Regions from separate parts of the Mus musculus genome. Here all the other regions are linked to region 1. The links are chromatin contacts, called in public HiChIP or PLAC-seq and promoter capture Hi-C maps. All regions are on one chromosome and are shown on one strand. The core of a region is the stretch at or near the end of the contact, and the rest is flanking DNA. Distances in the headings are between cores, read along the strand shown. Region 1 holds the start of Zfp354a (zinc finger protein 354A). Region 2 has its middle 26 kb from the start of Rufy1. Region 3 holds the start of Maml1 (mastermind like transcriptional coactivator 1).

Region 1 (3,542 bases), core at 326-2,825:
ATGTGCAGATGTATATCCTCACACAGAGATACAGCCATCCAAACACGTGACCAAGTACATGAGAATACGCATATACACATGTATGCACACCACATCATACATACATACACGATAAGAAAAAAACTTTCATGGAAATTGTACAAGCAAAAGATAAAACCATAAAGTGGGAAAAACAACAACAACAACCAACCAACCAACCAACCACCACAGACTGGAGAAGGCTTGGTGAACAACATAAGGATTGTCAAGAAGAAAGAAGAAAAAAATAGAAAACCAATTTTGGTAAGGGCAGAGAATGAAACAGACAAGTGCGGGAGGCAGGACCAGAAAAAAAAGGAATTTTCTCAAGTACGTATGTGTATTCTGTCCCAGGTACCTGGCAAGTTACTTGTGGAATTTGTAGGCATACACCAGACTGGCACCAGGCAACAATAGCCTGTCTATCAAGAGATACATAAGACTGGAACTGTGAACATGGGGTGTGCTCCCCACAGAATCCACCACCCACGGAGGGAGGACCAACTGCTCCAAGGAGGGCATGGGCGATGAAACCCGGTGAAGGCTGAACTGCGTGGATAACTGTCAGAAGGAAAACCAAACAAAATCCGCTCCTTCTGCTACGAAATGAACCGGCAAGGTGCTTACCTGAGATGTCGCTTCCCATTGCTCAGGAGCCATCTTCTTTCTGAAGGTTCTTCTTCCAAAGATGGGTGAAGATGAGGGAGGATCTGAGGGTGGAAAGAAGAAAGGAGTAGTACCTGTTGCTCGGCACCTGTCAGAAGCAGCATCTCCGAAAGTGTCCCATCATCTGAGCCTGGCTCTTCTGCCTCAAGAGAGGGAACCAGGAGCTGGGGGTGGGCATCAGAGAATCGACAAGTCACCAGTCTTCTTGTCCGTGGATGTCCAGAAGCAAGATTCAGGCGACACTGTACTCCATAACCGAGGGGACTCACTGAGCTCCCATGTGAACACCCTTAGACTGTTCACCACATCTCAGCAGGCACTTTCCAGCCCCTTTGGGAAGGAAATTGAAGTCTGAATGCGGCCACAGTGGGGGCGCCTCCGGTTTTGCCCCCTCAGATTGACCACGGGCAGGGACGGTGTTCTTCCTTATAACACGTTGCCCACCCGACTGCACTGCTGCTGTCAGAGATCGATTTCCAGAATACCAGGGGAAAACTCCAGAAAGGGGACCAATAGTAGCCCAGGACAAGAGAGCTGCACGGAAAACACAGCCTGCGTGGTCACTGCCCGGGCGGTGGGGAGCAGGTCACTTGCAGTCCAGAGCCAAGGCCACTGGGAGCGCGCGTTCTGGGGAGGGGGACGCGCAGGAGGCCGCCGAGCCAAACCCAGCCCAGCCCCTGTCTGACGTCCGAACATATCGAGCCTTCACTCACCTTCCCTCCTCCGGCTCCCGCCGCGCCTCACATATGCTCTGAGCCGCCGCGGGTAAGGACTCTGCACGGGGACCTTGGCCCCTAGCCTCGAGCCGCGCCACAGACGCCCTAAGACCCGCGAAGGCTCACGGGGGGGTCAGATCTTGGGGTCCAGAGGGTGGTGGCCGCGGAGCCCTCTGGGAAATGTAGTCCACTTCGAGACACAGGGATTCTGGGATTTGAAGTTCCTCGGTTTGTCTGATGCACAGATTACTTGGAAGGTCAGAGTGGACACCGGGAATCAAACACCTGCTTGTTAGGTAAATAATAAAAGATGTTGCAGGTTAGTGGAAAGGAAGCTGGCACGAAGTACCCTTTAGAAGAGCTTTTTTTTTTTTTTTTTTTTTTTTTTTTTTATAAGGTATTAGTAGGGCTGGAGAGGTGCTCAGCGGTTTAAGAGTCCTTGCTGCTCTTGTTGAGGACCTAGGTTCAATCCCCACTACCCATATCAGTTGCTCACAATGGCCTGTAACTGCAGTGCCTGGGTTCCAATACCCCCTTCTGGCATCTCCGGGCAGCGGATGCATTCCATGCTCATACACACTCACTCATACACACAAGTAATAAATGTCCTTAAAATTCTTCTTTTCCCACAAATAACAACAGCGGGGAGGGGGGAAGTTATTAGAATCAGGCTGAAGGCAGCCACGATGGAGATCTGACGGGCAAAGCTTATCAAATATCCTTCAGCTCCCAAGGACAGGAATTCTGTATTCTTACAAGTTTGGGGAAGTTTGTGTTGACACATGGCCCAACTTGTGTGCCAGGAGTCAAAAGAAAAGGTAGGAAGGCAGTAGATGCAAGCTAAGTTATAACTCAAGGTTGTCTGGGGTGTCTGTTGGAGCTAGGGTGGCAGCTGAGAGAGGAAGAGAGAGATAACTTAGCTCTGTGAGCCTTGTCAATGTCACAGCACATTGCTTGTATCAACTCTCAGTCCAAAGAGGGAGAGACTACAGGAGTGTGTGGTCTGACTTTTCAGAGTACGCTGTACAGTCTGTGTTCTAACGGTCACGCACCAAGCCCTATTATGAGCCATTTGAAAAACTGAATAAAACAAATGTCATTATCCTGAAGTACTTTATTTTTTGTAAAAGGCAAGAACCAGACAACAAGCCACGAACATAATTAGATAGGGATCTAGAAGATACCTGTAATAAGACCAAAAACAAAACAAAAAAACAACAAAACAAAAAACAAAAAAGAAGAAAAGACAAACAACAAAAGAAGGGTAGGGCAAAGCAAGGGCAGCCTGGGCAGACAAGAATGAAGCACGGGGTTGAGGCAACAACTCAGGAGAGGCAGAATTGTAGCAGTTGTAGTTTTGTGGCTGTGACACTCACTTGAGAAGAATAACTTAAGGGTCTAAAATAAAGGGCCAGTTTGGGGCCGTGGTTGGCAGGTTAAAGTCCTCGCCTGACTGACTCCATTGACTGTCGGCTCAGAGCAAGGCAGCAGAATGTCACAGAAGGACAAGGAAGATGAAAGCCGTGGAGCTGAAGGCAGCCAGGAAGCAAAGAGCAGCTAACAGGAAGGGGTGGGGCCAAAATAGACCCTTCAAGGACATCCCTAGAAACCCATCTTCTCTAGCCAGGCCACACCCCCTACAGCTCCATAACACCCCAAAACTGGTTGAAAGACTGAGTCCATCAATGGGTTAAGTCATTGTGTATGTAACAGCCCTTATGATGGACTCCTCCGTGGATACGGCTTATCAACGCAACCAGATATGGGCTTTAGCAAGCTTTTGGGTACCCCTCAATCTAATGAAATTGACAATCCATAGCAATCAGGACAGAGACATTACAGGAAGAGCCAACAGATAATTGTTTTAGAATTTTTTATTTATGAGGACCCGGAAGAAGACTCAGTGGTGAATCGCTCCCTGCCAAGCCTGGTAACCTGAATTCAATTCTAGGAACTCACATAGTGAAAAGAGAGACTGACCTCACACATACACTGTGCCACATACATTCATATATGCACAATAAATACATGCAAAACATTTTATTTTAATTAATTTGGTGGTGGTACTGGAGAATGAACCTGAGCCTCTAGCAGGCTAGACAAGCATTCCACCCCTGAGCCACATCCCCACTCTGTAGAGAA
Region 2 (3,869 bases), core at 265-2,764, 600 kb after region 1:
CTAGCTTTGTTTGTTCCTTCCTTTGTTTTGGCCTCAAACTGAAGATAACCTTGAACTTCTGATCCTCCTGCTTTTCCTTCCCAAGTATTGGGTTATAAGTATGCACCATCCCTGTGGATTTATGAGACCCTGGGATTAAACTTAGGACCCATGCGGTAGGAAAGCCCCCTACCAAATGAGCTATACACCCTTTATCCCCAAACCAGCTTTTATAGAGTTTCTTGCCTACCAACTTCTATCTAGGTAAAACAAAAAGAACCTTCAGCCAGCTTATTGGTGTCATGGAAAGGATATGAAATTACCCTTTAGAATGAGCCAGAGTCAGGGTGCTGATCGGCAGTTGGATGGAAGAGCATTAAGAAATATAGCAACATACCAGAGGCAACAGGAGGTAGCCTTGAAGAGAGAAAGAGGGAGAGGCTTCTGGTCAGAAGCTGGAGCATCATAGTTAAGAAACTGCAAGGAGGTGTGGCCTGATTTCTGGGAGAGTCTAGGACAGCAAGAGGGGCTGGGATCTAACAGTGTGTGGTCGTACACTTTGAGACTAAAACATGTTCTACTCTGTTGATTCTTTCTGTGTCCAAGAAAAACATGGCTTTGGGACTACTTCTTCAAGATTTCGGGCAGTTCTGTTCTGGCCCCACATTCTAGATGTCCCATCCACCCCTGCCTTCGCGGCCGTGTTGGTCGGGGTCCACGCCGTGCATCTTCATTTTCTGATCCACAGTCCAAGTCCCTGACCCCAAGCCTTTCCATCAATCTTGGTCATGGGATTTTTTTCCCAAGCATTACCACTGTAGATAGAGAAAGCCTGCTGTCTGCCAGAACCGACCCTGAGGGCCCAGGCCCATACAAGATGTTCCGGTACCACCGGATTACAAAGAGCAGACACAAGCCTGCTTGCTGCCTGCAAACAGCAAGAACTTGCTAGAAAAGCACACTGTAGACTTGGACCTAACTTTTACATCTTTATCTGTTTGAAATCTGAACTCCCTCGCCACCACCACCACCACCACCCCACCCCCCGAATTCCTAGTGATCCTTGAATAAAAAGAGTCCTCACTAAAAAAAAAAAAAAAAAAAAAAAAAAAAAAAATATTGGGCAGTGATTAAACTGATATTGTTGGACTTCAGGGAGTCGTCAACATCTTCGTGAGTTCCTTAAATAAAGAGATCAAACATTGACTCAAACGCTGATGGCCAGCCCTTGAATTGCGCCTGCTAGTGTCAAGGGCACTGCGAAGAGAACCCTGGGGACGCGGGGTGGGGGCGAGCCTCTCTGTGCTGGGGAGCCTGACTGTGGAACGCCTCCTTTTTGTAGGCACCTCTGCCTTTTACGCCAGCCTTGCCTCTGGTACTTTTCCATCCTTGCCTTCTGAATCGCTGCCATTCGGTCCGCTCCCCAGATAAAGTCACATGGAACTTTTTAAAGTTCTCTCACACAGAGCTCAGACTCATAAAGACAGTAACCAGAGCTCCAGGAACTAAAGAAAAGCGGAAAGGGGAGCCTAGGCCTCCTCGTTACCGCGGCTGCCAGGAGCCGAGCAGGTGAGCCTGCGCCAGCCACCTGGCTGTGCATCCCCACATGTCCCCAGCGGCCTACTGCCATGGAAACCGCACATAGCATCTCCTGCCGCTCACACCCTCCAGAAGCCAGACAACCGGGTTTGGCAAGGCCACAGGGTGGGTAGAAAAGACAAAACAAAAAACTAAACTAGCTAAGCCTTCTCTGCTCCAGGCTGACACCTCCTCCTCCTCCTGGCGTCTTGGACAAGACAGCCCCACTAATGACTTCCTCCCCTTGGAAAGTGGAAAGTCAGATCTCTTGCTTGGGAGGCTCTGAGGCACCAGCAGCCCTGTAATCTGTCTCAGTTACGACGCATTTGAATAACAATGATAAGGACTGCTCCGAAGGGACAAAGTGGGAAAGTGGCCTCCCAACCTTTCCAGCCTGGAAACTGAATTGCGAAGTTTCACCCCCACCACACACCCCGCCCCTTCATGGAAAACACGATTGCTAAATAGGCCAAATAGCGATCTCTCCACAGCACCCAGCAGGAAGTTAAGAATTAAAAGTTAGAATATCGGTCCTCTCTTCCATGCCCTGCACAGGTTCCAGGAATGAAATCCTCCTGGTAACTATCTCCCTCCTCCTCTTCCTCCTCTTGCTCCTGCTCCTCCTCTTGCTCCTCCTCCTCCTCCTCCTCCTCCTCCTCCTCCTCTTCCTCCTCAATGGGGACCCAGGCGGTGGGAGACAAAGCACAGCAGCACCTCAAATCCCAGCACCCGGAAACTCACTTGTATATGAGAACAAGTGAAACCTGGTCTTCATGGTTCTGGGATAGTCGGAGGCTGCATAGTGAGACCTTTTCTCACAGCACATCTGCGTGCACACTCAGACACGAAATACACTCGGTGAATGACAGCCCAAGTTCTTCACAATCTGTCCCTGATCCTGAACCCTCCCAATCACCAACAGCTTGAACCTGAATCCCCACCGGCTTGCCTGTCCATCATTCTTTAAACAGTCTGGGCTCCCTTCAAGATTCTTCATTCCAGCCAGACACTCGGGAGACAGAGACAGAAGGAGTAGGAGCTAGAGGCCAGCTTCTGCCATATAGTGAGTTGGAGGCCAGCCTCAGCAACATGAGATCCTGTCTCAAAAAACAACATTAAATAAAGCTTCCTCATTCAAAATACCATAAATCAAGTCTAACAGGACATCTCAGTGTGACTTGCGTAAATAGAAGCTTTGATAATACCCTGAAGCAAACCCCATGTCGCAAGGGAAAGGTGTGAGGGCGTAGGACTTGATAGCTAGAAAACAAGGAAGAATTAGAAATATTCTTGCCAAAGAGACTCTCAGTCATTGATGGGAGAAGATGGGATGATATAAACCCCAACAGAGGGACAGCCAGCAAAGTCTGCAAGATAAGGGATGCAAACGCCCTGAGATGCAGCAGTCCCACTACTGAAATCAAATCTATAAAGACAAATCCACACAGACAAATGGCAGATACGCAAGTTTATTCTCTGGGCCATTTGCTGGAATGGCAGACATTTGAAACCCCCACTACTTGCTAACCATAGTGTAACCATCCACAATAGTGAGGTATTCAGATCTGCCAGTCAGCTAGTGAGCTCCAGCATACATTGGTAAAGGTATGGCACGCCACCTTTTTAAGGCAGGTATGCCGAAACACATTCATATGCAAGTGCATGAAGAAACACTCGATGGGCTAGGGCTAGCTCAGTTGGTAGAGTTAAGTTACACGCACAAAACTCTGGGTTCCGATCCTCAGCACTGCATAAAACAAAGCCCAAAAACACATGCCTGGAATCCCAGCACTCAGGAGGCGGAGGCAGGAGGATCAGAAGAAGCTCAAGGTCATGCCCAGTTACAGAGCAAGTTCAAGGCCAGCCTGGACTACAGGAGAGCGTTTCTCAAAAAAAAATTTATTTTAGTTAATTAATTTTAAAAATAAAGACAAACTAGAAATATAACCAAGAATCTAATAAAGACTGTTATCTAGAGGGTCAGGGTTGTAACTCACTATTGCCCAGTATGTGCAAGGCACCGCAAGAAAACAGAGTTGGGAGAGAATTGCTAAGAGTGCCTTTCTCCTATACTATTTTGATTGCTGAATCATATAATGTTCGACTTCCACTGGGAAGCTAGACAAAGTTTTTTTTAAAAGCATTTTAGTTACACACGTGTAAAACATTTTTTAACTCAGTCACCTTCCTAAAGACATACAAAGTTGGGACTTGGTAGATATGTTCTACAGAAGCTATGTTCTCTTTTCCCCCTAGGAAACTTCCTGAAGGGACAGCATCCTGTATCACTCACCTTTGGGTCACTCGACTGA
Region 3 (3,697 bases), core at 36-2,535, 770 kb after region 1:
TTTGAAGATAACCTTGCACTTCTAACTGGGCGTAATGGTGTGATCAGAAGCAGAGGCAGGCCAGCCTCAGACAATATATTTGAGGGCAATCTGGGGTACCTGACACTACAGTTTAATGGTGGGCTGGAGAGTTGGCTCAGCAGCTAAGTACCCCACTGCTCTGCCAGAGGTCCTGAATTCCCAGCAACCACATGGTGGCTCATAATCATCAGTAATGGGATCCGATGCCCTCTTCTAGTGTGTATGTGAAGACAGCTGCAGCGTACTCATGAGGTCCTGGGTTCAGTCCTTCATCACTGCATACAAAAGCTGCTGGTTTCACTTGAGTGCTGATTGTAATGCTTGGCACTGGGAAGAAGCAGTGCTCACTTATCTTTGCCACTCCCGCCACCAAAAACTTAGAATTCCTTTTTCTTATTTTAACTCCATGTGTATAAAAACACTTGGCTGTTAGCTTTTTTTCTTTGTGATTTTAAAAATAAAACTTTAATGAACTCTAGTAAGAGGTTAAAGGGTGACATGTTTGAGTGGCTCGTGAGGTCTTCTATTGCAAAGCCTCCCAGCATCTCCTATGGCAGTTTGGGTGTCAGTAACCATCCAGAACATTTTTTGGTCCTTTCCTGGCTTTTTACCTTCGCTCACTTGCTTGCTAGTGGCATCACTGGAACCCAGTGCTTTGGATTGGATTTTGAGTGACTCAATTTTATATATCAGTCGGTTTTTAAGTGTATGCCCCTGTAGATCTAAATAACTCCAGTCCCCAGTATTGAGGCTCTTTCCCACCCTCACCCCTCCAAGTAATGAGCTATTGCTCACAGTACCAGTCAGTGATAACTATCTCTACTAGGTCGCTCAAGCTCAAAACAATTCTGATCAATTACGTGGCTGTATGTAAAGAATGAGGTCGGAAATGGCTGACCTCGAAATAGTGTGGGTGGACTAAAAAGATAGACAGCTTTGGACATCTGGGTCTTAAGGCTTCCACCTCACTCAGACTTAACCCGCGTTCCTCACGAACCCGGAAGGGACTGCTTTCAGGGGGCGGTGTTCAGAAAACGTGGCTCTTCTTGGATAGGTTCCCGTCAGTCACAGTTCACTCTCCCGCACTGAGCCCGCCTCGGGCTTCCCTCCTCGCCAGAGTGTTCAGTTTAAATACCCGAAAATTCCTGACGTGCTTGTCCCCCACGCCCTCGGGCAGCGGGTTTCCTTTGATTGGCTAGAGCTTCGGTCCATCAGCAGTGACGCAGAGTTCGCCGGCCCAGGCCCCGCCCTCTTCCGAAAGCCCCGAAAACAATTTTAAGATGGCGGCGGCAGCGGCGCGGAAAACAATGGGGCAGGGGTATAGCGGACAGGCCGAAGCCTGAGGCGGGCGGTGTTCCCCGGCCTGGAATCGGGCCGAGCGGGGCCGGAGGAAGACCCGCCGCCGCGCCCGAGCCCGCTCCACAGCCCGGCCGGACATGGCGCGGGCGTGAGGCGGATCCGGGCCGTCAGAAGCGGAGGAACCCGAAGTGGCAGCCGGCGCCGGGAGGCCCGGGCCCGGCCAGTGCCGCCCGCGGCCCATGGTGCTACCCACCTGCCCCATGGCGGAGTTCGCGCTGCCGCGGCACAGCGCGGTCATGGAGCGCCTCCGCCGGCGCATCGAACTGTGCCGGCGCCACCACAGCACCTGTGAGGCCCGCTACGAGGCTGTGTCTCCCGAGCGCCTGGAGCTCGAGCGCCAGCACACCTTTGCCCTGCACCAGCGCTGCATCCAGGCCAAGGCCAAGCGCGCCGGCAAGCACCGGCAGCCGCCGGCCGCCGCCACGGCCCCGGTTGCCGCTCCGGCCCCCGCCTCGGCCCCGGCGGCCGCGCGCCTGGACGCAGCGGACGGCCCGGAGCACGGCCGCCCGGTCGCGGTGAGTAAGGCTGGCGCCTGCCACAGCAATACTCACTCCCGAAAACGCCTCTTCCGGCGCGGATCGGGCCTTGGGGAAACTTTCCCGAGCGCCCCCATTTCTTAGTCTGGGTCCTGGGAGGTGGCTAACATGGCAGGGCGCTTGTCATCTTCCAGAAGTGGCACTGCGGTGTACTTTGGGAAAACGTCCCCTTGAGGACTTGAGTGAAATCGGGGCTGGAAAAGCAGGAGGTTAGTTGCTGGTAGGCTTTTCTCCTAAACTTAATTTCCAATTGATGAGAACTTCGTCTTGGAGCAGACCCGCGTTGGAGTTGCCTAGGATGTAGGGCGTTCTTGCACCGTAGGCCTGGCCTCGCTTAGTCTGCAGATGTTGATTGGATCTTTGCTTCGTGGAGGTTAGTTAGGGCTTTAATATGGAAATAAGTCTCCCTTCAGTTGACAGTATCCCGCGGTTTCGGAATGGAAAATTGAAAAGTCTTTGGAAGCTTCGGTAAACGGAGTTGCTTAAAAGGCATTCGTTTTCCCCCAACCCCCGCAAAAGGGAACTTTGGAATTTGTGAACGCCTGATTCCTGCTATATTATTGACAGTTCCAAAATTAACCTACTAAGCCTGTTAAAAACCTCTGATAATATTAATAGTTGTTGAACGGGGGAAATGACGTTACTTGTTGGTCAGCTGTGCCCTTTGGTTTTTAGTAGCTAATCCCGAGATTTATTGGTTAGAAGTTTTGCCTCCCTGAAACTGATTTATAAACCGGAAACCTGTGTGGAGGGGCGGGGGAGGGGAATGGGTGTTACAAAATTCTTGGTAGTTTAAAAGTAAAATTTTACAACACTTAAGTTGTTTGGTAATTCTAATTTATGTCTTCATTGTCTCTCACTTGGGCCGTTGTTAAAACTCTTCCCTAACTGGTGGTTAGTCTTTCAGTCACTTAATACCCTTCCTCTTGAAATGTTAGAAACCCTTCTGTTGCTGGAGGGAATTAGGTTTAATCTTCGGTTGGCTTTCGGAGCCAGCCGGAGCTAGCCTGTCTTTTCATGTGCCCCACAGGGCTATTGCTTTCCTTCCTTCCCACACTATCCCCGCTGCGAGACCACACGGCAGAACACACCGGTTCTGACCCAGCTGCTCGAGTCTTCTCATCCTCACTTTCCCGCCTGTAAATCGAGGGTATGTTGTGCGCCTTACAAGGTTTCTTGAAGCAATCAAATGAGTATGAGGTTAGGTGTGGTTGATTCCTGCCCAGAGGTAGGAAGGAGGAAAGAAGAAATGACAGTGGATGTGATGTGAACAAATTTCTCAAACTAAACGGCTGCTTGCAGGATCTTTCTCAACATTTTCAGAATCCTGCCGTCCTTCCAGCCACAGCCTACCTTCATCTGCAGTTAGTGAAAAACCAGCCCACAGCAGAATCTCCTCTCTCAATACAGTTATGAAGTATATGTATATGTGTGTGTGTATGTATGTATGTGTACATGTTTCTGGTTTGGTTTGGTTTTACTTCTTTTTTGTTTTTTGGTTTTTTTTTTTCAAGACAGAGTTTCACTGTACTCTCTCTCTGGAACTCACTCTGTAACCTCAGACTCAGAGAGATCCACCTGCCTCTGCCTCTGGAGGGCTGGAATTAAAGGGGTACACCACCACTGCCCAACTTACACCCTTTGTTTTTAGCACATAGTCACATATTACTTCAACCATACTGTGTCTTGCCAAGTAGACTGTAAGCTTTGGAGCCTGAAAAGGCTTGGGCTAAGTCCCATTCATATTTTAGGCCATCCATATACTTGTTGAGTGATTGATA

The links. Promoter capture Hi-C pulls out the DNA fragments that hold promoters and counts their contacts. HiChIP or PLAC-seq counts read pairs in DNA pulled down with a chosen protein or histone mark.
Region 2: an H3K4me3 HiChIP or PLAC-seq map of stem cell-derived neural progenitor cells shows a contact between it and region 1, with 3 times the contacts expected there. The contact joins the enhancer-like site here to the promoter of Zfp354a in region 1. A contact is called at or near these places in 3 of 39 promoter capture datasets (the 3T3-L1 cell line, embryonic stem cells and hippocampal neurons), 3 of 484 Hi-C or Micro-C datasets (the N1E-115 cell line, cardiomyocytes and cortical neurons), 2 of 115 datasets of contacts at active chromatin or transcription factors (astrocytes and stem cell-derived neural progenitor cells) and 1 of 9 other capture datasets (embryonic stem cells).
Region 3: a promoter capture Hi-C map of the 3T3-L1 cell line shows a contact between it and region 1, with 7 times the contacts expected there. The contact joins the promoter of Maml1 here to the promoter of Zfp354a in region 1. A contact is called at or near these places in 2 of 39 promoter capture datasets (the 3T3-L1 cell line and cranial neural crest).

What each region holds. Positions count from the first base shown.
Region 1 is chr11:51,057,258-51,060,799 of GRCm38.p6, reverse strand. Zfp354a (zinc finger protein 354A) reads right to left here and starts at 1,575. Exons shown (of 5, transcript NM_009329.4): 1 at 1,398-1,575; 2 at 646-728. The coding sequence starts at 678.
Region 2 is chr11:50,455,271-50,459,139 of GRCm38.p6, reverse strand. No RefSeq gene overlaps it. Among named protein-coding and RNA genes, the nearest start is that of Rufy1, 26 kb to the right of the region's middle. Within about 2 kb of position 1,514, at least 60 of the 459 cell types and tissues checked have an H3K27ac peak or open chromatin away from gene starts, as enhancers often do. A contact at or near this core is called in cortical neurons, embryonic stem cells and stem cell-derived neural progenitor cells, where this site is marked.
Region 3 is chr11:50,289,924-50,293,620 of GRCm38.p6, reverse strand. Maml1 (mastermind like transcriptional coactivator 1) reads left to right here and starts at 1,285. Exons shown (of 5, transcript NM_175334.3): 1 at 1,285-1,895. The coding sequence starts at 1,560.